Regions from separate parts of the Mus musculus genome. Here region 2 is linked to region 1. Evidence: chromatin contacts called from public capture Hi-C data. All regions are on one chromosome and are shown on one strand. The core of a region is the stretch at or near the end of the contact, and the rest is flanking DNA. Distances in the headings are between cores, read along the strand shown. Region 1 has its middle 95 kb from the start of Gm26341. Region 2 has its middle 39 kb from the start of Gm26341.

Region 1 (3,462 bases), core at 687-3,186:
TTCTCTTTCTGTTGTTCATGCTGCTCTGTAGTTTTGTCTATCTTCTGTGCTAAACCTTGCTTCCATAATCTTAGCTTCTCTTTATTTTGTAATTCTAATATCATGGCATTTTCCTTAATTTGATTTGCTAGTGAAAGACCCACAACATGAGGACTCCCCCACATTCTGACTCAGGAGAGGCAAAACCCCAAATCACTCAAGAGAAACAGACTTGCTGCAAACTGCAAGAGGACTTTTAATTCAAGAGCACCATCGGGTCCACAGTCATACACCACACAGGGGTAAAGGACCGTGGCACCCAGAGTTGCTGGGTAAAGGGGTATTTAAAGGAAGAAACCACAACTCAAAGGGGTCGGAAGGGCGTTGATGGAAAATACCAAAAATACCAGTTAAAAGTTACAAGGAAGTGCAAAGTCACAAGAGTCACAAGGAATACCTGGTAACTGTGCAGGTTATTTCTCAAGACAGTTTCTAAGAGTCCCTAACAATAGCATATTTGCATAGCGGGTTCCAGCAGTGGTCAGGGTGGGTCAGGGTGACTTTCTTTGAATGAACACTCCTTGAACCCAGGAAGCAGGTGGGTGGAGGAATGTCACTATCTGTTTTATGATTAGCATGCCTTGGAGCATTGAGTCACAAAGGTCACATTCTTAAGCCTGGGCCTAAAGGCCTAGAATTTTTGTTTTTATGTTATACTTTTTCACTAGCTTTAATAAATTATCCACTAAACTTTGCTTCTTTTGACCAATAATATCCTGAACCTTACTAGTGTTACTTATAATTTCTTTTCTAAAACAAGAATATTTTTCCTAGAGCCCTGTCTTTTGAGAAGACATACTAAATCAAAAGAATAAATAGTGTAATACCAGTAAATGATAAGGTGTCTATTTCCTATAAGTCCATCCCTGTCAAACCATTCAAAATATCATCACATAAAGCTCAAAAGATATTTATTGTTTTTCTCATCTTTAAGTATCAATCTATTACCTGGTCTGGAGCCCTTTGTACCTTTGTCTCCTGATTCTTTTATTTACAGGAAGGGGCTGGGTGTTTCCCTGTTTGGGTTGCAGCTGGCAGTGTATGCTTGTGTGCTAATCTCAGGCAACTCTCAGCATAAAGCAAGCAGTACAGAGATCCAGGCCGGCTGTACTAGACATGGGGATGGGAGGGTGATATGGGGAAGCAAACACAAAAAGGCTCTCCCGGGCAAAAAGTCAGTTTATTGTGTCTGCCTTAAAACTGCGTCATAGGCAGTTGTATTCTAGGATCACCTGTCTCTCCCTACAAATCTTACATGGCAGTCCTCAAGCCCAGTGCCAGGCTCAGGTGCTGTCTGATGTTGTGGGAGGGAGCCTCTCTGCTGTTCTCTGTAGACCACTCAGACCCAGTCAGCTTTCAATCTATACTGCTGCACCCTAGATCACTGCCTGAGCCTAATTCGGGGGTTGGGGGCCCTGAACTTTTATCTCAGGTTAGTTGAGTTCAAATCAATATGTTGGGCTCTATTTTGTTGCGGTAAATCTCCAACTCAAATAAGCCCAAGCAAAACAAAACAAAACAAAACAACAAAAAACATAACAACAGAAAAACAAAAAAACAACAAAAACCCCACAAAATACAAATAATATGAATACAGTATGCACACCTAGATTAGGAATATCTACCACTACACTACAGTCGTCCCCATCTCTGAGACCCCTTATAACTTGCTGTTTCTTCAGGCTGCATGCTTCTGCTCTACTTTCCTTCCAACTCCTCCTCCACCATCCTCTCTTCTTCCCCTTCTTCTCTCCCAGACTCTTAGCTCCACCTCCCCTTCTCCTGCCCAATCACTGGCTCTAGCCTTTATTTTACAAATTAGGGTGGGGAGAAGGTTCACAGGAAGTCATCTGACTACTTTGTTCACAACCTCTCCCAGAAAAGCAGAATTAGCATCAAAATACAAGCAGCCCTAGGACTATCCACAACATAGAACAAATAACCTAATTTCATTCCCAGCACTATAGAAGACCCTCTAAGCTGACTTCTCACTGTTTCTTCCTACTTCAAAAAGATTAAATGAGCAGATCCTGGTTGAATACTCTGTTTTCCTTCCTGTAAACTCCTTTGTCTGCTTAGTCTATCTCCATTCCTAAATATCAGCTCCCAATATCCAAAACACATTTCACCCTAAACTCCGTGGGGTTACACTATCAGGTCTAAAGAAAATGTCCTACCAGGAAACACATATCCATCACACTTTCCAAAAATCGAGAGAAGCAGAAACAGAAACAAAGGTACAAAACACCCACCCAATGAAGACAAATTAGGAAACCAGCACCTAGACCTATAATCATCCCAGGCCCAGTTGCCTAGATGTTAGTGTAAAAGCACAATCAGTAACAGCCTGAGAAATGTCTCCATTAGAGCTCAACTATCCTATTAGAGCAAACCCTGAAAATTTTAACATTGTTAAAGCACAAGAAAAATAACTTTAAACAGCCTGTGTTAATATTGTAAACGTCCTTAAAAAGGAAATTAGTAAATTCTTTAAGGAATTTCTTGAAAATGCAGACAAACAGCTGTATGAATTGAAAAAACACTTTCAAGAAATCCAGGAAAATACAAACAGCAAAATTAATAAAACTATATAAGACTTGAAATTGGAGAGAGAATCAACAAATATATGCCAAATTGAGGATATTCTGAAAATTAAAATTTTTCGAATTCAAACAGAAACAACAGAGGCAAGCTTCACCAACAGAATACAAGAAATGGAAAAGAGAATGTCAAGCATTGAAGATATTATAGAAGAAATAGATACATTGATCAAAGAAACTGTTAAGTCTAAACAAACTCTTGACACAAAACATCCAGAAAAAAAAAAAAAAAAACAAACAAACCTAACAACAGTATATGTAGAGGAAAGAGAAGAAATAGAGATCAATGGCCCAGAAACCATATTCAAGAAAATCACAGAAGAAAATTTTCTAACCTGAAAAAGATATCTCTAAAGGTACAAGAAGCATACAAAACACCAAAGAGATTGCACTAGAAAAGAAAATCTCCTCACTACATACTAATCAGAATAATAAAGGTACAGAACAAATTAAGTCTATAAGCTTAGACATACAGTTTGTATTGACATTGAGATGGAGGTAACCTTTGTCAGGGTATCATCTTCGAACAACTACTGCAAATTTTTAAAGTCATCATTGAAAGATACTAAAGTAATATGTATATATCAATTCAATATTTCAGAAGTTGGCCTCGTTTTAGTTTATGTATTCTACATTATTAGGTCAAGTATTAAATCTGATTATCCTATCTCATAAAAAAATAATCTGAGGACTTATAAACAAAACATCACAACATTAGGATTTTCAACATTAAGTTTTCTTAAACAACAATTTTTAAGGTGGAAACTGAGATGGACATTTCTGGATATGTCAGGTGATATAGACTCAATGATATTTTGCTAAA
Region 2 (3,462 bases), core at 575-3,074, 130 kb before region 1:
ACTAACTTATTTAGGCAAAGAGCCAAATATCATTGTTCAGCCTTACAGCGCAGAACAAGATACTTGGCTGAAGCAGAACAGTACGGATCGATAGCTTGCTCAAATACAATTTATAGGAACTATCAATAATCATTATCCTCAAGATAGGTTGATAAAATTTTTAAATGTACATGTCAAATTAAAAAAAAAAAAATTGTTCTTGGTGTCCTCAGATTCTACCTGTTTTCACATAATGGTATTAATTCTTGAGGACCTATACTTAATCATTTGCTGCAAATGAATGCTCTTATTTCTGAGTAATAAATAAATAAATTATGCACATGTGACTATTAATAACTTTTCAAGCTTTCTAGTTACAACCACTCTTCAAGAGAAACAAATGAAAGTGTAGTAAGTCACTGCCCATGTTATATTAAAACTGACTATAACAGTCAAGTTTTTGAGATGTTTTTTCAACAGTTTAATAATTCTCTAAGACAAGGTATTAAAGTATAGCTTCTTAAAAAACAAAGAAGAGGAGGGTTTATATCCCCATGCACATTACTTAAATCATATATTTATTTTAAGAATTTTGAAATTTGGATGTCAAAGAACTTAATAAATGCCTTATAGTATCATAAAACTAGACACAATCATTTCTAGGTCAGATGAAAAGGATCTACTTATTGGCATATGGCTTGTTCCTGAACAGCTAACCTACTGGGGAAAGGGGAAAGCTTAGGTTCTCTCCACAGAATGCTGCAGAAGTATGACAACTGTCAGAAGGATCCGTGTGACAAGCTGACCTATGAGTTCGCTGAGTGCCCTGACATTGGTGACAAGAAAGCTGAATTGGTTATATGTTTTGACCCACCTTTGCTTGCCTCTGTCCCAGATTTTTAATCTTATGGGACATAGAACGTTAAAGACTGTGGAATCTGACTTAGAAAGATTAGTCATTAGAAAGGGTTATAATGATGCTTCTCTTTCCTTCAATGTGACCAGTTATTCTAACTCAATCTTGGACTGGTCTAGTAATAATTCCAATATTAGAGATTCCTATTGAAGATAGCTAAAAATCTTAATTACCTAGCAAAGTTAATTTGGATCACAGCCTCCACTTCCAGAGAATCTCTGGCCTTTCTGCTAATTCTCAAAGCCAGCTCCCTGACACCTGGGGGCCAGAGCCTGAGCTTGATCGTTGCTAATTTGCAACTGAATAAAGTACCTGGGCTTCCACAAAGAAGCTTTTATCCTGTTGTTTTTCACTGTCACAGCTTTGTTTTTCAAGCAGGTCAGTTAATGCCTCACAGTCTGATTTCAACAAGCATGCAGCCTTGCCTCCAACAAGCCCGGGTGGCAGAAATTAATCAACATGAAGAAGCATATTGTGGCTTTGGTCTGATTTGAGAATAAGATGTGCTATGTGGGCCAGTTAGTCAATGACAGGCAACCAGATTTCGGAGCCATATCAATCTAAGACAGAGGTATATGCCAAGAGACAGTGGTTTATTAATAATACACCACAGAGCCATGCTTGTGCAAAATAAACAGAAACAAACTGAATATAATCCTCTTTGATGGATCTGAATAGTTCAGGAAAATCTGAGAATTCCTAAGACAGGCACAGCCACCAGCCACCATAATTCCCAAACAGGACTATGGAGCATAAATAAATTTTATGCCTCGGTCCTGCTATTTTTTATTATATAATCAGCGAGGAATCGTAGGTTCCCCCAGCCTGAAGCAGGCTGATCCAGACTTTGACCTTGCTGCCACTAAGAAGGAGATTACTTTGGGTGGAGCCTTCTGACCTAGATAGATCTTTTGTTCTGTCATCTGCCACTACTCTCTCCAAGACACTGCTACCTGCTTAGAGACCCCTGAGATATTCCCGAGGAACATCCTATCCTGCATGTCACCTGCAGGTTCCAGACACCAAGAATGGACTGGTGGGGGATGGGCCTTCCCCCTTATAAGCACACTCTCTTAGTAAACTGGTGGGCCTTGATCAGTACCTTTCTCTTGACTCCATTATCTTTCTCGCCATCTAAGTCTTTTTCAGCACCAGCTTGCCTCCCAGGTGTACCCGGTCCTTGTAAGCCGCGGTCCGGGTATCTAGCTTCATAGATGTTTAATAATGTATCTTTATATTTTTTATCATGCTACCAAGTTAAAAAAAAAAAACAACTCAAATGTAATGAAGGTATATATTATGGTTATAATATAATATAATATATAAATTACATATTACATGTATATATATATATATATATTTACCTTAGATCTTGGGAAAATATTTTGACTATCACTATCACATGCAATACTTTTAGAACTTGAAAAAATAAATGCAATTATTATATGCTTCTTATAGACTTATCAAAGGAAAAAACAGAAGAAATGTTTGTTTTAACATCAGTCTAATTATAAAAATGGTATGGCAATTGTTCATCATGCATTTTTTGAAATGGTCATGCAAGTAACTAGGAACTGGATTCATTTTGTCTGGTGATTTTGAAGTAATATTATCCTATAAATCGAAAACATTCATTTCAAATAAGAACACTACTTCTCATAAAATTTTACTTTTACAATTTCATTTATAAACTAATTTCTCTCCAAGACAGTTACCATAACTGATTCCAAAGAATTAATATTTTGTACCCCTTTGTGTTTTTAGTATCCTACATAGAGTAATAGTAGAGTGTTAGTATCTACTGAATATTTGTAAAGTTCAGGGTAGGCTTTGAAATTAGTATCAACCATTTTAAATCAGAAATTCAATGTCACTATGTTGATTATCTGAAATTTTGAGTTGTCTATAGTTCAATACAAATGAATGAGTCATTCTAGAATGGGAGAGACAGTGCACTATGCAGCTCAACATATCTTCTTTATTCAACACTATTTTTGTAAATTAAAATATAATCACATTATCTTCCCTTTCCATTTTGTGATGGTTTGCATATGCTTGGCTCAGGGAGTTACAGTATTGGGGGGTATTAGGCTATGCACAGACAGGCTGGTCTCCAGTTGAACTGAGATGCTGAACCCCGGGACCCAGTGGTCATAATTTTCCTACATAGGACAGAAGAAGTTCTCTCATGTCTCCTAGAACTCTGGCTTCTGTCTAAGTTACCACCCTCCTCAGCCCACACAAAAAAAGCATGGCTAGGTTGCCTAGGCAATGTTCCAAGCTTCTGACCTTCAGGCTAAACTCCTCCCCAGTAACCTAGCAGCAGAAGAGATAGCAGTTCACTTTAAAAGGAGCTGTTTGGCTCCTCCTTGCTCTCTCACTCTTTTGTTCTCTTGTTCTTACTCTCCTCTCTCTCTCTTCTCACTCTCTACTTCTTACTCTCTCTTTCTCTCTAGCCTTTCCTCTCTCTCTCCTTTCCTCCTTTGTCTCCTCTTGTTCATGGCCAGCCTCTCTCTCTCTTTTACCTTCTCTCTTCCCAACCCCCCCCCCTGCCTTTCTATAATAAA

Evidence for each region. Capture Hi-C pulls out chosen DNA fragments and counts their contacts.
Region 2: a capture Hi-C map of embryonic stem cells shows a contact between it and region 1, with 2.8 times the contacts expected there. The contact joins two enhancer-like sites. A contact is called at or near these places in 1 of 115 datasets of contacts at active chromatin or transcription factors (embryonic stem cells) and 1 of 9 other capture datasets (embryonic stem cells).

The regions. Positions count from the first base shown.
Region 1 is chr10:35,015,010-35,018,471 of GRCm38.p6, reverse strand. No RefSeq gene overlaps it. Among named protein-coding and RNA genes, the nearest start is that of Gm26341, 95 kb to the left of the region's middle. Within about 2 kb of position 1,936, at least 9 of the 459 cell types and tissues checked have an H3K27ac peak or open chromatin away from gene starts, as enhancers often do. A contact at or near this core is called in embryonic stem cells, where this site is marked.
Region 2 is chr10:35,149,258-35,152,719 of GRCm38.p6, reverse strand. No RefSeq gene overlaps it. Among named protein-coding and RNA genes, the nearest start is that of Gm26341, 39 kb to the right of the region's middle. Within about 2 kb of position 1,824, at least 5 of the 459 cell types and tissues checked have an H3K27ac peak or open chromatin away from gene starts, as enhancers often do. A contact at or near this core is called in embryonic stem cells, where this site is marked.